2 separate regions of the Mus musculus genome follow, and region 2 is linked to region 1. A link is a contact called in public promoter capture Hi-C data. All regions are on one chromosome and are shown on one strand. The core of a region is the stretch at or near the end of the contact, and the rest is flanking DNA. Distances in the headings are between cores, read along the strand shown.

Evidence for each region. Promoter capture Hi-C pulls out the DNA fragments that hold promoters and counts their contacts.
Region 2: a promoter capture Hi-C map of liver shows a contact between it and region 1. The contact joins the enhancer-like site here to the promoter of Zbtb40 in region 1. A contact is called at or near these places in 7 of 39 promoter capture datasets (3T3-L1-derived adipocytes, the C10 cell line, the HPC-7 cell line and 4 more), 2 of 115 datasets of contacts at active chromatin or transcription factors (T-cell acute lymphoblastic leukemia and stem cell-derived neural progenitor cells) and 1 of 9 other capture datasets (pancreatic islet).

The regions. Positions count from the first base shown.
Region 1 is chr4:137,047,106-137,050,675 of GRCm38.p6, forward strand. Zbtb40 (zinc finger and BTB domain containing 40) reads right to left here and starts at 1,590. Exons shown (of 19, transcript NM_198248.1): 1 at 1,541-1,590.
Region 2 is chr4:137,312,747-137,316,038 of GRCm38.p6, forward strand. No RefSeq gene overlaps it. Among named protein-coding and RNA genes, the nearest start is that of Wnt4, 37 kb to the left of the region's middle. Within about 2 kb of position 2,040, at least 25 of the 459 cell types and tissues checked have an H3K27ac peak or open chromatin away from gene starts, as enhancers often do. A contact at or near this core is called in liver, where this site is marked.

The DNA.
Region 1 (3,570 bases), core at 340-2,839:
GAAGACTGGAGGAGCAGGAGCTCTAGACCAACCAACTGGAGATATGTGTGTGTGTATATATATATATACATATATATATATACACACACACACACACACGTACATATACATATATATGTATACACATACGTATATACATGTGTATATACACATATATACATAAATGTGTATATATACACACACAAATACATATATGTATATGTATTTATTTCCAGGCCAGCCTATATATATATACATATACATATATATATATATATACATATATATACATACATATACACACACATATACATATACACACACACACAAATACATATATGTATATGTATTTATTTCCAGGCCAGCCTATATATATATATATATATATATATATATATATATATATATATATGTATATATATAATATGTGTGTATACATATACACACACACAAATACATATACGTATATTTATTTATTTCCAGGCCAGCCTGGGCTACATGAGGTCTGTGTCAAAACAAGCACAAGACAGAATGGGAACCTGTCACCGAAGAACCATGTCTACATTGAGCATAATTTATGCCAAGCACTGAAAATTTGCACTTCCTAACCCTAACCCTACATTGATTGCTTAAACAGCTATAACCCACACCAAGATTTGGATACAATTCCAAGGAAGAGCACTCCCAGAGGGAGAAAACTTACAGTTTGAGGTAATGTGACCTAGGCTATCATACAAGGGGGATTTCCCAGCGACAGCCTCACATTGCCAGCCCTATAAGCTAGCACACCCTAATCACACTTCACGTTTTGTGCAGGGAAAATACACTGCAAAGCTACGTAGAGACATAAAATAGATGGCCAATTGCACACACTGGGCGGGTGATAGCTTTGTAAGGAATGAGAGACCACTAGCTTGACGGCATCATGGAAGCTAGTCACATATCGTGTCAACTGTGCCTCGGGCCAGGATTGGCAAACTTCTGTAAAGCGCCGGAGAGAAATGACTCTGGCTTTATGGACCTTTCCATCAAAGCCGAAAAGCAGCCGGGGCAACTGCGCGCACTCCCCCGCCCCGCGGCAGGCGAGCGGCCGGACAACCCGTTAAAAAGAAAACAAAAAACGACCATAGCTGCGTCTCCGTGCAACTTCACTGCTGGGAGCTGAAGTTTTATTTCCCACGACTTCTATTTCCCCGCAACTGTTTTACAGCGGATAAACAAAAGCTGAGAGCAGAGATGGGAGGGAGCCCTCTGGGCCGGGGCGTCCGCAGCACAGCCCGGGAGCCGGGGAGTGAGGGCCGCAGATGCCAGGCAGTGTCCCGCGTCCTTCCACGGGACGCAACAACCTAGGCTGCGCCCGAAGTGAGGGCTGTTCCCGGGGGCCACGTCCCGAGGACAGCGGACGGCGGCGGCTGTGACCGACGCGAGCCAGGCGGAGCTCGCTCCGCGCATCCCCTGCGTCCCCCAGGGGTCCTGGGGCGCCCCTCACTCAGGGAGTCTCGGGAGCCTCCGCCGCGACAGGGGTCTCCGCGCAGAGTCCCAGCGCCGTTTCTATGGTTACCTGCTCAGCACCGATTCAAACTGCCGTTCTTTATTGACAGCGCCATTGAGGACACGAACACTCCTGCCCGAAGGGAACAATAAAGCTTTCTCCATTCAACAGCGCTGGAGACGCCAAAAGGCAGCCATCTTGGGGCCGGGGAAAACGCCGAGGGCCGTAGCCCGGATGTGCGCACGCCGTAGTCACGTGCTGGGGGACGGTCTCGCGAGAAGGCTGTCCCTGCATCACGTGCACGCTTTCTACCAATGGCAGGCTTCCAAGTTTGGAACCTGGTCTGCTCTTGACCTTTGACCTTCGCCTCACAGTACCTTGGGAGATGTTTCCTTAGCATGTTCCATAGCATGATCCATCCCTTACCTAGCCACTTCTGAGGTTTGCTGCGAAGAGACGACAAAGATTTCTTTCCTTCTTTTGTAACAAACAGTCATGTGCAGGGCGAGAACGAGACTGATTTCTGGACTGGGCTTGGTATGGGTGTACACGGGGTTTCTTTTGCCATTATCCTCTCACGTTTTAACCTATAGCACCACACGCTGGTTATGAACCCCGAGTCCAGTGTCCTGGCAGTCAAATGGATGTGAATCGGATCCAGTTAACATGAGCCCCATTGGCACTGGTCATGAGAGCTGTCCCTGCATCACATGGAGACCCATTTGTCCGAGATCCAGGCTTCTCGTTGCTATGTCTAGCTCCCAATGTGATTACAGCTGTTCCATGGGCAATGACAATATTCAGTCGTCCCCAGCACTGTCGCTGTCAGCTCGACTTGATGCAATACCTTTAAAACAGAAACCGAACCTATGGAGCAGAGCTGTCACTCAAATTTCTGTCATCTAATACTGTGACTGCAGTTTGCAGCTACTGCTGAAGATAAATAATTAGAACACTCTGGGTCATTAGAGCACTCTGGGCAGCTGTTCTAGTTAATTTTTGTTGTGATAAAATATCCTGAACCCCCTCCCCCCCCAAAAAAAAGTCTAATGAGTCAGGCTTAGTGACCCATCTTTTAATCCTGGTGCTTTGGAGGCAGAGGCAGGCAGATCTCTGAATTGTGAGGCTACCTTGATGTGTGTGTGTGTGTGTGTGTGTGTGTGTGTGTGTGTGTGTGTGTGTGTGTAGTTTCAGGACACCCAGAGCTACATAATAAGACCAGGAAGAAGGAGGAGGACCAAGGGGGGAAAGATTTTTTTCAGCTTACAATTGCAGGTTAGTCCACCACCTTGGAGAAGTCAAGGCAAGACAAAGACTTCAAACCACTAATCACACCACATCCATAGAGCAGAGAGAAGTGAATGCATGCATGTTCTTGCTTGTGCCCAGTTGGATTGCAGGCACAGTTCAAGACTCCTTGCCTGGGGAATGGGGCCACCCACAGTGGACTGAGTATTCTGACATTGGTTTACTCAAGATACCCCCACACACACACACACACAGGGACCAAACCAATGTAGACAATCCCCTAGGGAGACGCTTCCCAGGAGATTCTAGGTTGTGTCAAGCTGACAAGGTGCCACACCATGTTCCCTGTCGGTGGTTTGTCAGCACTCGGCCACTACCTTCTTGCCACAGTCAAACCAGTATCTGATAGGGCCCTACCAGGTGCACGGTCACCTGGCCACTGTTACCCACACAGATCACCATCAGCATCAGATTTATCATTTCCGTAGCCTCTAGACTTTCACCTATGGCTGTTGGGAGGACTGATCCCCCACTTATAGCAGGAGCCCCTCCCCCCCAATGTAGAGCTGACAGGTTTAGGAAATACCTATGACAGTGCTCAGCACATAGGTGCTCCACAAGTAAGTACTAAATTATAGTGTTTTTAAAGAACAATGTGGCTACTGGCCACTGTTCTGCATAGAAATGGAGGTGACTTGCATCTCAAGCAAGTTTTAAGCACCTCTGCTAAGCCAGGTTCTGTATTACACAAGGATTAAAAGGAGGGATCACAAGAAAAGAGGCCACTATGCATACATAATTTTCGTGACAGTGGTTGCAGAGAATAGGTTCTTTTTCAGTGCTGGGAATCA
Region 2 (3,292 bases), core at 790-3,289, 270 kb after region 1:
CTGAGACACAGAAAACCACACAGCTTGTCTGATCTTCACACACTGACTATCCAAGGACATCAAAAAGGACAGAAACCATCTCAGAGAGCCAGATCTCTGGAACTCATCAAGAACTACATACTGCACACATGATGTGCTTGTATGAAATGCGTTAGGGAGAAATAACCACCCCTCATCTCAGGCTCATCCTAAGAAAGTGAAACTGGTAATATTCTTCTCAAGAAAAACAAAAAACAACAAAAAAAACCACACTGAATCTGGGGCTGGGGTTCCTGCTCAATTGGTAGAGCGCTCCTCATCTACCATGTACAAGCCCCCAAGTGTGATCTTCGGCACTGCGTTAAGTGTGGCAGTCCAACCCTATAATCACAGCGTGCAGGAGAAAGAAATCTTTCTCAGCTATATAGAAAGTTCAAGGTCAGCACAGGATCCAAGAGACCTTGCCTGCAATTCATGAGCTCTGCCTCAAGAAAGAACAAACGAGTCAATAGCTGGCCAGAGGAAATATGAAGTATCTGACACACACACCAGTGGTGCCAGTCTGTGTGTACCATGTGTGGTCCCCTGCAATGCAACTCTACAAACTACTTATAGTGCACAGCAGGGGCTATGGTCTCACTACCGAAGTATCAAAGGTATTCATAACACTGTCCCAAGACTGTATAGCAGTCAAGGCTCTGCACAATTTCCCTAAGTTAGAAGTTCCATAGATTTTATAACTTGATAGTCTGTGGAATTTCTAGACTAAGTCTTAACTTCTTGAAGAATTCACTAGTTTTCCCAGTGCAGCAAGGTACTATAAAGTCAGCTCCATGACTTTCTGTCATTGATTCAAAAAAAAAAAAAGAAAAAGAAAAAGAAAAATCCCAGTAAGGAACTGGTATCCAAATTAGAGTGTAATCTGGAGTGAATTGTCAGAGTTTTAACCTAAATTTACCACTAGATGGAGCTAATCTCAACCATCTAAGAAACTCTTGTCAAAAACTGGCACCAAAATTTAAAATCTCTCTCTATAATCGTTTTGAAGCACTAGACAGTGTGGTATTAGCACAGGCCTTTCCGAAGCTCTGAACTCATGACCACAAAGCACAAATGAAGCTTTTCAGTTTTAGGCTTAGAGCTCACTAACAACCCTCTATTTTCTGCCTCTAGAACTGGCCCAATACCTCATTTATAGCTAGCTAACCACAGTCAAGACACGGGAGCTCAGACTCTACCATAATCAAATACTAATTGATTGTCAAACTAACCCACAAAAGTGGGCACTACTGTTAAATTCCTTACAGCTAAAACTCAACCCTACACCAGGCAGTGGTGGTGTACAACTTTTAAGAGACAGAGGCAAGGAGCTGAGTTCAATGCCAGCCTGGTCTACAGAGCAAGTCTCAGGACAGCCAGGGCTACACAGAGAAACCCTCTCTCAAAAAGCAAGCAAGCAAGCAAACAAAAAACTCAGCCCTAAATAATAATAAAATTCAATGGGGAGACCATGAACAACAGGACAAAGCAGCCGTTGTTTCAATACTTTTCCCAGAAGCCCACCTTGGCTTAATGAGGACAGTTTCCACTCATATTCATCTCTAACATTAATCACCTGGAATCTGCTACTGAGTTCCCTCTGCAGGGTGAACTGAAATATTACTGAGAAGAAAATAATACCGACTTCCCAAATAAAAGTCTAGACAAGCGCACCATCAGGTACTACAAAGTGCTTTTGCTAAAAGCACTCACTTCACACTCGCTCCCAACTCAAACAGGGCAGAGGTCGGCCGACCTTCACCCTACCCAGTTTCCAGGTCAAAACGCTGCCGAACTCTACTCAGAAGCACCCTAGTCTCTGTCTGTCTGGCCTACCAGCGGTACGATCTCATTCTCCTTGGAGGCTTAAGACACAAAGAGTAACTGAGACGCCTCGCTGTCAGCTTTTACAGCGTCCTGTTCCAGACCCCCATAAAGGCACCTGGAAGTCTTCAGTCACTGTCATAAACCAGCAGTTACTTTGGACTGCAGACCATCAGCGCCTGCCAAACAGATCACACCAGGATGAGATCATCCCTAGCAGGGGCCATCAACTCTGGGAACCAGAACAGGGCCTCAGGTATTAACTTCACCAAATCACCCAGCAGAACCTGACTCACTGACCAATCAGACCACACCTTGACCAAAAGCTTAATTATGCATCCCTCCCTACCTCCCAACTCTTCCTATTTCTTTAAAGCTTCAGTCATTACACGCCCCGCCTCCCCCGTCCCCCTTACCACCTCCCTGCCCCGCCAAGCCCCCAGGATGGACTTGGAGTCAACATACCCCTTTTCAGTATTTACCAACATGGCCTTGCTAACTTTCTTTTTTCACTATTCATACCTTTGGTTGGTATATGGGGGTGGGGGTGTTGAATGGCTGAGATTAACATATTGGGCCTCCCGGTATCAGATTGAATACTCCAGGGAAAGTAGTCTAACAATAAGCATACATAGAGCTACTTTACAGGCCAGAGGGCAGCTCCTTAGGATGAGCACTTCAGCTTATCTGCCTACAGACAGTGGCCAGGGGCTAGAGCTCACAGGAAATGCTGCTGAATAGGATGCCTTTGATTCATACTCTAATAGGTAATGGAGTATTCACCTTTACCTTCAAAACCTGTCCTTTCTATTTCAGAAGAAGAACGCAATGCAGACCCATGACACACTTACTGCAGGGTTTTCTTTACATCCTGGCCACATTAGTCTGCACAATTATTTTAAACCTCCCCTATTAAACATATATTTCAGTCTTCCTCCAACACAGGACTCTAATGTATATTATCTTTAATAGGCAAGTATCTACTGTCTCTCGAGTTCTCAATGGTGCACTCCAGTGAAAGTAGTCTCTAACAATAGCATACTTTACAGGCCACAGACAGTCGCTCCAGAGCAGCTCATTAGGATCACCACCTCATGAAAGAAAGGCTTATGTGTGCCTGAGGGTCAGTGATTCCTATGGAGAGCAGAGTGTGGCCGGGGACCATCCTGTCAATAGCTGGCTCTAATGTCCACACTACCCAAAGGCAGCAAGACAGTATGAAGCGAGTCCAGGAAAAGGATGTGGAAAGCAGTGCTCAGCACTGAGGAGTCTGGGGTTGCCCTATTACTCAAACCTGGAGCCAAGAACTTGAAGGTAAACACTGATGACGGAAGGTCAGAGATGTGGGCCCAGATGCAATACAGTTGTGTAAGGTGTCTAAACTGCCTCTTTTTCTTCACCACACACAGAATTAGCAGATTACATAAACTACAAAATATAAAGACTGTGG